Linked DNA regions of Mus musculus: all the other regions are linked to region 1. A link is a contact called in public HiChIP or PLAC-seq data. All regions are on one chromosome and are shown on one strand. Each heading gives the region's core, a stretch centred on a gene start, on an enhancer-like site or on the middle of the called end of the contact. The rest is flanking DNA. Distances are from core to core; before and after follow the strand shown.

What was found. HiChIP or PLAC-seq counts read pairs in DNA pulled down with a chosen protein or histone mark.
Region 2: an HNF4G HiChIP or PLAC-seq map of pancreatic cancer cells shows a contact between it and region 1. The contact joins two enhancer-like sites. A contact is called at or near these places in 2 of 15 datasets of contacts at CTCF or cohesin (CD8 T cells and the NIH/3T3 cell line), 4 of 484 Hi-C or Micro-C datasets (bone marrow-derived macrophages, embryonic fibroblasts, embryonic stem cells and 1 more), 7 of 115 datasets of contacts at active chromatin or transcription factors (embryonic basal ganglia, embryonic stem cells, pancreatic cancer cells and 2 more) and 3 of 9 other capture datasets (adipose tissue, liver and pancreatic islet).
Region 3: a contact with region 1 is called in an RNA polymerase II HiChIP or PLAC-seq map of embryonic stem cells, with 8 read pairs. The contact joins the promoter of Sumf1 here to the enhancer-like site in region 1. A contact is called at or near these places in 2 of 39 promoter capture datasets (the C10 cell line and liver), 1 of 15 datasets of contacts at CTCF or cohesin (the NIH/3T3 cell line), 3 of 115 datasets of contacts at active chromatin or transcription factors (bone marrow-derived macrophages and embryonic stem cells) and 1 of 9 other capture datasets (liver).

Annotation. Positions count from the first base shown.
Region 1 is chr6:108,686,708-108,690,318 of GRCm38.p6, reverse strand. No RefSeq gene overlaps it. Among named protein-coding and RNA genes, the nearest start is that of 0610040F04Rik, 28 kb to the right of the region's middle. Within about 2 kb of position 1,803, at least 63 of the 459 cell types and tissues checked have an H3K27ac peak or open chromatin away from gene starts, as enhancers often do. A contact at or near this core is called in embryonic stem cells and pancreatic cancer cells, where this site is marked.
Region 2 is chr6:108,425,116-108,428,681 of GRCm38.p6, reverse strand. All of the region lies in intron 40 of Itpr1 (inositol 1,4,5-trisphosphate receptor 1), which reads right to left. Among named protein-coding and RNA genes, the nearest start is that of Gm35165, 46 kb to the left of the region's middle. Within about 2 kb of position 1,696, at least 158 of the 459 cell types and tissues checked have an H3K27ac peak or open chromatin away from gene starts, as enhancers often do. A contact at or near this core is called in pancreatic cancer cells, where this site is marked.
Region 3 is chr6:108,183,845-108,186,985 of GRCm38.p6, reverse strand. It overlaps Sumf1 (sulfatase modifying factor 1), which reads left to right and starts at 1,403. Exons shown (of 9, transcript NM_145937.3): 1 at 1,403-1,693. The coding sequence starts at 1,430.

The DNA of each region.
Region 1 (3,611 bases), core at 554-3,053:
TGTGCACCTGAGGGTGGTGTCTGTGTGTACGTGTGCACACGTGTGTGTATGCACGCTTGTACGTTGATGCTGCCCATCTAAATATACCAGAAAACAATACTACTTGTGGGAGCTGGGGAAGTGCTCTGCTTTACATTTACTCTATTTAAAATGATTTATTTATCTTTATTTTATGTGTGTTTGCTCACAGGTATGTATGTGCATCACATGTGTAGAGGACACCCTCAGAAGCCAGAAGAGGGCATTGAATGCCATAGAAATAGAATTAGGAATGGTTAGAAACTATCATATGGGTGCTGGCATCTTACTTGGATCTTCTGAAGAGCATCAGGAACTCTCAACCTCTGAGCTATATCTCCAGTTCCTGTTTTATAAGATGTCCACATATTTTTTAGATCTATCTATCTATCTATCTATCTATCTATCTATCTATCTATCTAATCTGTCTCATGTGTGTGCCATCCCTCACAGAAAATCAGAGGACAACTGTGATGGTTTGTATATGCTTGGCCCAGCCAGGGACTAGCACTATTAGGAGATGTGGCCTTGTTGGAGTTGGTTTGTCACTGTGGGCATGTGCTTAAGACCCTCATCCTAGTTGCCTGGAAGTCAGTCTTCTACTAGCAGCCTGCAGATGAAGATGATGTAGAATTCTCAGCTCCTTCTATACCACGCCTTCTTAGATTCTGTCATGTTCCTGTCTTGATGATAATGGACTGAACCTCTGAATCTATAAGCCAGCCCCAATTAAATGTTGTCCTTTAAGTCTTGCCTTGGACATGGTGTCTGTTTACAGCAGTAAAACCCTAAGACAACAACTTTTAGGAGTTGATTCTCTCCTTCCACCATGTTGGTCTCAGGAGTTGAACTCAAGTCATGAGACTTGTAGTAAGTACCTTTACCTGCTGGGCCATGTCCCCAACCTCACTTGGACTTTTTAATTCTCAAAATTTCCTATCCTTTGTCCATTAACGTAACTCAAGGTCTTCCAGCCAGCTAGGTAAAATAGCACTTCCCAACCCTGGCCAGGCAGATAGGGCGACACATGCAGCTATCGCGCCTGGGACTGTGGCCCAGGCTAGCCTACATACCTAGCAGGACAGCTTATCATAGCTGAAAAGTGTCACCTAGGGCTCAGTTTACACGAGTGGCCACTGAGGCTTAGAAAAGGCTGGGAACTGTTCCCAGAGCAAGGTAAAGCCATAGTAAGACTAGAAAACAAGCCCTCTGGCAGGTCAGAAGTAGATGGCTATCAGTGGTGGAACTGAGAAGAGAAAGGGCAGGGCAGAGAAATGGCTCTCCAGGGTTGGTATCTTACTTCGATGGTTATCGGTGGCATGGTGCCAAGAAGGTTAGATCAGGACACTGGAGTCTCTGCTTTAGGGGAAGAGAGAACATGGAGGATCGTCTTCCCTCCAGGCATGGTTGCATTGTGAAACTAGAGTCTGTTTAACATCTCTGTTTGCTATACATTTTTCTTTTTCTATGTAGCCCAGGATGGCCTCATGATCCTCCTGCTTCAGCTTCCTGAATGCAGGGGGATTACAGATGAGTGTCACTATGCCTTGGTTTCACCTTGGTTGACAGATGGCCATCACTGGCCAGCTATAGGGCGAGCGGTATAATGAAAGAGAGAAGACCCAGTTGGGCTTCCCAGGGGCCTCCGCCCTCCCCCCTCTAAGGGCCCCACTCCAGTTCTCTGTCATCGACTGCCTGGGGGTTTTCCTGGCTCTGTGTCTGCATCACAGAGCCTCTGCTATGACACTGCCCCAAGTCCCAGAGGCACTGCCCCGGGCTGGAAAATCCCTCAGAGCCCAAGCAGCCTGTGACCATAGAGGCAGGAAACTGTGACACTGGAGGCAGGCAGGGTGTGGGGTTTATTCTTGGTATGTGGTTGGAAAGGGTGGGGCTGGTGGGGGAGGGGTGGGATGAGAGGACAGAAATCCACAAAGGGGGAAGCTTAATGAGAACCTCTCTGATCCCTATGCTTCCAGCGCCCCCACCGTCTTATCTCCCCTTTTGGAGGTAGTAGGGGAAGGAGACTACACCTCAGAATCCACAGTGCAGAACCACTAAGTGATGCACCCCATCTCTGGTGCAATCTGAGGAATAGCTATCCTGAACTAAGCCGTTCCATTGTTTGCGGGGAGGTGCTTACTTTAAAGGTGCCAGGCTTTGGTCATGCTAGGCAAGTGCTCTACCACTGAGCTATACTTCCAGCTTTCATTCATGTATATATGTGTGTGTGTGTATATATATATATACATTTATATATACTATATTAGGAAAATCTCTCATTCTTTCTCCCTCTCTCAATATGTATACTGGCCTTAAACTCCTGACATGGCTGAAAATGACCTTGAACTTCTGGTCCTTGCCTGCACCTCCAAGTGTATGCTGGACCTACAGTAAGTCCTCAATAGCAGCCCCTTTATTTCCATCTTGCTTCATTAGGTATTAACACCATTTCAAAGAAGAGGGAACTGAGGCTTAAGAGGTAGACACCGTTTTCCCATCGTCATGCACTGACACACTTATCCAGTCATCAGCTCATATCCACATGATATTCACATGATTGCCACGTGGCGACTACTTGTTCAAGCCAAGCAGGATTGACAACGCCTTCAGTGTTGTCCATGCCTTTGAGGTGTAGGGGTGTATTCTAGCAAAGCTAGACAGTGACCTGGCACTCAGATCAGTAAGGAAATCACAGATGGGGCAGGAAACACGCAGGGAGGAGACATGGTATGTGTGAGCATGGTGGATTTCTGAAAACGAGATAGGAAGGGACTTTGTAGGAGGCGACATTCATGCTCGGACTTCAAGGTACAACAATATCCTAAGGCCTGTGGGTCTGAGGTAAGCAGAAAAGAACACGGGAGGCAGGTGGGTCAAGAAGAAGGCATTTGAGGAGACAGGAGACACATTCTGGTCACCATGGCTACTGGTGTCTGACCCTCTCATTACAGGACTAAGTTTAAGGTAGTGTAACTCCTTACATTCCTGCCTGCGGTGGCCCCCTCCACTTAAAATTTGTCATAGGTCAGACTAGTTAGTTAGACTACTCTAACTTCCAGACAGGAGCCTGCCTGGGCCTGTGGATTCTTCACAGAGCAACAGGGGGCAAACCTCAGAGGATCCTACCATCAGCCCTCAGGGAACAGCGTCAAACCCAGGCATCTTCTGGGGTTTTGACCTTTCTCCACCCAACTACTACAGAGGCAAGGTCAACTTGACCTGGCTTCAGATCGCTGTCACTCCTAAGCAGTGGGTCAGGGAACAGGGCAGTTAATCACCTCTCTGGTCTTTACTTCCTTCCCCTGTGAAATAGGATCAGGCAGGTCTTCCTTTTGCTGTTTATGAGACATAGCCTTACTCTGTAATCCAGGATACCCTGGCACTTACCATGTAGCCCAGGCTGGCCTCAAATTTGCAGTAATCTTTTTTTATTCTCCTTAGTATTAGGCTTATGGCTATGAGCTATCGCAGACTGCCAGAACACAGTCTACGGGCCAGGAACTCACTAGGTTGCTTGATTGCAGAAGCTTGCTATAGAGGAGGAAATAGTATCTGAGAGAGGTCAGGTGAGTTGACTGGGGTCATAGAACTGC
Region 2 (3,566 bases), core at 447-2,946, 260 kb after region 1:
ATAATTAGAACACCAAGCAACATCCTACACCTTCTTCATCTCCATCAGCACTTCCTTCCCCAGTGAAGGAAGTCACGGTTTCTTAGGGGATAAGCTGCTTTTAAGGAAGTAAGCTGCAATTCTGATAAGCATAAAAGCAAAGTATGCATGTCCCAAGAATAGCTATGTAAATAGAAGATATGATGCCAATATAAGTGAAGAGTAGGCTTTGATAAATAAATTTAGTTCCTCAGAAGTAGTAGTTGTTTGTTGTTATTATTATTATTATTATTTACTTTACTTGAATGGTGATGTTCCAGTGAACATTTTAAGTAATAACATTTTAAGATCTATATATTCTAGGTCTTATTTCTCCCTCATCATACATGCTGCTGACATCTCTAATCACAGCTGGTCGGTGGATGATGAACACGTCTAGTTATGAATCTGAAAACTGAGTACTGCCCCAGACTGCTTCATCATATTGCCCCTTTGATTAAAAGTTTCCCCAGAACTCTCAAAGATGTTCAGCAAAACATAATTTCGTAGAAACAAAGATCCAAATGAGTAACAAACATTTAAGAATAACTTAAACAGTAACTCAAGTTTCTGAGCCCTCAATGTCCTTGTTGGATGAGGCCAATAATCAAGGTATTATAACTGTGATGTCAACCAAGTAACGTGATATGTGCATAGAAGATGCCTGTGGGCTTGCTTCATATAAACAAGGCACCCTATTTCTTATGGAGGGATGCACATCTGTTATCACTCTTTGAACTTCTTAAAGAAAAGATACCTATATATGTCCTAGGTTACTCCTGGTGCTTTCGAGTCAGCAACCCTCCCGACCCCGTCTCTCTCTCTCTATCCAGCCCTTTTATATGAGTCTATTATAGGACCAGCACACAGTATGGCTGTGAATAGGCTTTGCTTTCTTCTGCCCTTAACCGGAATCCCTCTCTGGCCTCTGAGCATCCACCATTTTCTCTTCAATATAATGTCCACTTATGGACCATCTTGGCAGTAGTTGGACACAAGTCAAGACATGTATGATAGGCTCATATATCAGTACATCAAAAATAATTTATCATTTCTGGTTCCCTAAATCAGCACTCCGTTGCTTCTCAATCTACTTATAACCCTGGGAAAAGGAAACAAAACAAGAGTGAATGGGCTAGCAAGTCAGGGTCCATCTTTTATCAGACTTTGAAACCTCTTCATTGAGAGAAAAGAAATCTTTAAAAAAAAAAACCCAAACCAAAGATGGAAGGTTTTTTTTTTTTCTGAATTTAAATGGACAATTTTAAATATTCACATCTACAAATACAATTCTCATTTTAACTGCATTTGCTTTTAGAAATAAGGATAAGTTAAAAATTAAATGGCTCCACCCATGAACTTTGATGCATATCTTACAGAGAGGATTCATCAGAACTCAGTAGTGTGGTCCGTTAGTTAAAAAATGCAAACTGGCATGACGCAACTACACAACTTCAGTCATTCTGGAATAATCTCAGAAACAATAACAAAGAGAGTCCAAAGATTTGAAAAGGCCCTCAGCAGACTCCGCAGTGGCTTCTGTGTGCTGACAGCAGAGCTTGCTCTGTGGTTGCCAGTGTCTAACAGTAAACAGTCCTGCTGCACTTATTGGCAATTACTGCTGAAGGTCGCACATCAGCAGTGAGCTTAAATTCCAGGAAAAAAAGAAAGGGCTTATGTAACGGCTGCCTGAGGGTTGGCAGGTTCCCAACTCAGCAGTTTGCAGCAATGTAAGAAAGTAGGACGCCTCCACCGGGTCGGACGTCATGAGCGCGCCCCCTGAAGGTGAAAACTAGCAATTCCTAAGCGGCTGTCTGCACCCCTACCCCCACTCCCACCCTTCACATCCTGAATATTACAGACATTTTTGTCTGTGGCATCACTAGCTTGTAGGGGAGAGAAGTTTAGGTCACAATAAATAAAATCAGGCTACAGCTACTCTGGGTGACAAGGATATCTGTTGTGTTGTTTTGTTTTTTTTTTTCAATACAGGAAAGCAAAGTTGCAGTTGCCTGCTGTCACCAGGGTGACAGTAATTCAGTGAGGATGTCATATTAAGTGAAGAGGAATGGGCATGTCTGTTGAACTACAGCACACACTTTTAAAACACACAACTTAGTATCAAGGACAAAAATGAGGAAACCTAGATGGCCCACCCCATCATCCACTACTGCTGCCTAAACCCCAAGTATGTTCTTAAAAGGCATGGCACTTCCTAGTTTAGAAAAGTAGGTCCTGCCTTGAGGTTCCCCACTGCATTCTTGCCTGACCTCTGAAGTGACTACTTGCCCTTCTGACATATCGAGAAAGCCCCAGATAACATTTCCCCACAATTCCATGTATTTCTATCATGCTGCATGACAGGCTGGGGTAACTTTTCCATTAATTTGTATGGTCTCTAGCAGAGTCTCCAGCACGGCAGATACTATGTTTTTGGAGGCACATTGTATCAAACCCTTAACATAGTACCTGGAACCTAACAGATGCTTCCAGTGATAGAAATCAGGATCTTTAACATCAGCTGATGTCCATTTATGGCCAGTGAGGGAGCTTTCTGTATCTTGATCTTTATCTGCGGCTCCCTCTGTATAGTTACCCCTGGCAACTGTCAGAACCATAGGATACCAATACTCTGTGGCCCTGGCCCTTCTGATAACTGACTGGCCTTTGTCATCAGTCCAAGATTTTGGGGGGATGTATAGTCCCAAGCACACAAATGTAGCAATCCATGAAGCTTCACACACACAGTGCAGGTAGTTTTTCTATCCCCACCCCACCCTCACCCCCGCATCCACCCCTAGTTTGTTTCTCCTATCTCCAGTGAACAAGATCAAGTCGGGGTAAAGATAGAGACTGCCTCTCTTGCCAAGAAGCAAACACAAACACCGACACCCTCCTGTTCCTGGTGTCAATTAAAATTTTATTCTAGAGGGCAGCTGGGAAGAGCCTGTACATGCATGCTCTTTATGAGAAGTTTGTGCCTCTACCCTTACTTTAGCGTCTTGCCCAAAGTCCTGATGTTCATGCAGGAGGTCTTTCCCTCTCTCCCAAGTTGTTTGCAGCCATCTATTCCCCGAGATACTCAACTGTCCTTATCGTCATCAAAAGGCAGTGGCTCTTCCGCAATGAGAAATTGGAGGGACCATGCATGCTTACTATTTGCCCCACTGCCACCACCATGATCACTCGGGACAGAAGCCTTCAGTGTTAGGTGTGAGGCTCGTCCCTACCCAGATCCTTTGCTGTCAGGAGCTCTCATTAAACTTCTGTAGAAGCACAGCTGTGGACTACAGCTTCCCCAAGAACACACTGGTAGAAGGTTGCGGGGGGGGGGCGGGGGGGGATTGTACCACAGGGAGCTGTGATAGTTTCCAGAATGGGCTGATAATAAAGGCCAATCAGTCACCTCTGAGAAGAGGGCCAGAGCCAATAGCCTGAGGGACCAGGGACAGGGTGTTGGTGTCCCTGGGTTCTGACGGTTGCCAGGGGTAACTACGCAGAGGGGAGCCACAGTTGCTTCCTCAGGGAATTTTCAAAGAATCTAAGCG
Region 3 (3,141 bases), core at 154-2,653, 500 kb after region 1:
TGAAGTGTTGCATTTTAAAATATTATTTATTTATTTTTATTTTATGTGCACTGGTGTTTTGCCTGCATGTATATCAATGTGAAGGTGTTAGGTCTTGGAATTACAGTTGTGAGCTGCCTGGTGGATGGTAGGAATTGAACTCTGGTCCTCTGGAAGAGCAGTCACTCCTCTTCCATGGCTAAAACCATCTCTCTTAGCAAGTGTTGTCTTTCCAGTAAGTTACCAGGTGATGCTCTTACTGTTGCTATGGTCCAGGTTTGGCTTTGGACCCGGGACAAGGGACTGAGGTGCATATTTTACAATCAAAGCAGACCTGGCCTCCAGGTTAATCCAGCATACTTAGGTTCCTACTGGGCATACCCTGTCCCCAAGTAGGCCCCTGGCTGCCTGCTCTTCCCTATATAATCCAGACATTTGTTCCTCTCTCTCTCTCTCTACCCCTCTCTCTCTCCCTCTCTCCCCTTCCTCTCCCCTTTCACCTCCTCCTCCTCCTCTTCCTCCTCTTGAAAGAACATAGGTGGGGGTTGGAGATAGGGAGGCGCCAGGCCAGTCCGGACATTCTTGTATGTCTTCCCTATCTTTATGGCTAGTTGGTTCCTGGGATGACTTTACAGCCTTTGTTCTTTGTCTTAGGCCCAAAAAGCCCTCCTAACTAGCAAGCCGCATGAGTCATGGACCTTGAATTTTAATTTTCTTTCACTTTCTCTCTCTGCCCTGTGTGCCCTTTCTCTCTTTCTCCCCACCCCCCACCTTGGTGATGTTTCTGGCCTTGGTCCTTGGGGGCCAGTGAACTCACTCAAGAGCAGCTTCCCAATAAACCTATCTTCAATATATTCTAATTTGGCATTTATTGGTCTATTTTACCAGTGGAGAAATAACCTATCAGTCCAAACTTTGCGAAGTGTTATTTTATACAATCTCATAGTCTAGATTTACCTAACTCTACTCACTGGTCTTTTTCACTATGCTCACTTTCCTAAGTCCAATTTCTGAATTGCTTATAGAGCTCAAAATTCAGGGTTTCTGGTTAGATACCTTGGAGTTAGATTTTGGTTTTGACATGTTTGATACGTGATTTGAGCAGACCACTTAATTGTCCTGTCAACACAATGTAGCAGCATCACGAGAACTAAGTACTTAAAAAAAAAAATGAGTGTTTATGTAGTAAGGTAGTGGTGCTCAGCAAATGCTGAATAAATTCAACTAGCTTTCAACCACGAAACTAGAGAGGGGCACATTGTCTGCGGAAGGCCTTGAATATCATAGAGCTTTGTTGTGGTTTGCATGCTTTTAACATTAGCAGGCAAACTCTGGCTAACTACCTGGAAGCAGTCTCAGGCTATTATTTATTACCTATGTCAGCCAAAGCCGCTGCTTTAAGCACCACAGGTCACGTGATCTCCATGGGTCACATGACTCCGGGAACAACATGGCTGCGCCCGCGCGAGAGCCGGCTCTCCGCTGCTGCATCAGACTGGCGCGAGTCTTCTTGCTGCTGGTGTTGGCGTGCGAGGTGGCGGGAAGCGATGAGGCCGAGGCCAGGGAAGGTGCGGCGTCCCTTGCGGGCTCGTGCGGCTGCGGAACGCCCCAGAGGGCCGGGGCCCATGGCAGCTCGGCGGCGGCGCAGCGCTACTCCCGGGAGGCGAACGCCCCGGGCCTGACCTCAGGCCCGCGACCGCTCGCGCTCACCAAGGTGCGCCTTCCATTCCTGGGGCGTGTGGGTGTCGTTGGCTACGGCATGAGGCCTCGCTGGGCCAGAAGAGGGGGGATTCGGAACTCCTGGAAAGGGTCGAACCACATCCCAAGTCTCTCAGCTACAGATCTCATTTGACAGATGTCCTCCCCCCTGCCCCCCCCCCCCCCACTGGGAGATGGGCAGGGGTTTGTGGCTGTGTTTATCACTAAAACTTAAGAGAGCTTAGCTTGAAGAGTGCTGTCCATTCTTTCTTACCTCTTCTTGCCCACTTCCCCCTTCCTCCACTCCGCCCTCCTGCTGCAGAGCTCCAGGAAAAGTCTGATGGATTCGGGTTTAAGTTCTAGTTTTAGTACCTGTGGAGCCTGAGTCTCCAACACTGCCTTAAACTCACTGTGCTCGCAGACTTGTATTTATTCTGTAGTGCTTAGCACTCCGACTGCAAAGAAGTATGGAGCCGAGTGTACTTTATTGCTTTTATTTATGTCTTTGTGTAGTGCATAGGTGTGTTAGATGTTAGTATGTACGGATGAAAACAGTGAATATAGAAATGGACCTTCATTCTACTTGCTAGCTTTAGGGAATTCACCCCAGGCCCTCTGAATAACACTTTTCTTTTGTACTCCTATCCAGTCTATCCTTGTTTCCCAGGTCTCTTTTCTTTCCTCTATGTTAATTGGCACTTAAGTTCAGGAGTTGGTGAGGGGTAACATCTCCTGTGGGTCTTCCCTCCCTTTCAATATTTCCATAGATTGACTCAGTGGTAGGTAGCAGTGCGACAACTAAAGATGCTTGTCTATAAATCCCCACAGCATTTTTTGGAGGGCAGTTGCCCAGTGGCCACTTGTCTATTTTGCTTACTGCAGTGCAGTGTTGTTTTTCTGTTACCTACTTGATGATGGAAAGAGTTTTAGATCTGATTTATTCTCTATGGATTTGCCCCCCTCCTCCCATCCCAGTGCCTAACCTATTTTAGACATTCTGTAATATCTCTTGAGTGATGTTTGTTTGTTTATTTATTTATTGGTAGCTACACTATTGAGAGGCTATTTTGGGGGTGAAGGTTATCGGGCACTTTTCAAAGAAAGCCTTTGTAAATATATACTTCTACTGTGTACCCAGAGAATCCTGTGCAGTCCATCGTCTTCTGGGTCATAGGTGAGGCAACTGAAGCTTCATGAGTCAAACATTAGTGCTGGAAATTTGGATCGTATTCCACCTATGAGGAATGTCTGTATACTGTGGCTGGACCAAGTTTTGTGTAGCTATTATAGCTGTTGGCATACAGATTTCTTTTGCCTGAGCCTTTTGTGTTAAGTTCAATCAGTAGAAAGTAGGCAATGGAAAAAGAGCCCTGCAAAATAATTTTATATGAGTTTATTTTAGTTTTATGCACAAAAAAATCATACAGTAGCAAATGGAATCAGGATAGCTTCAAATGAGAGGGA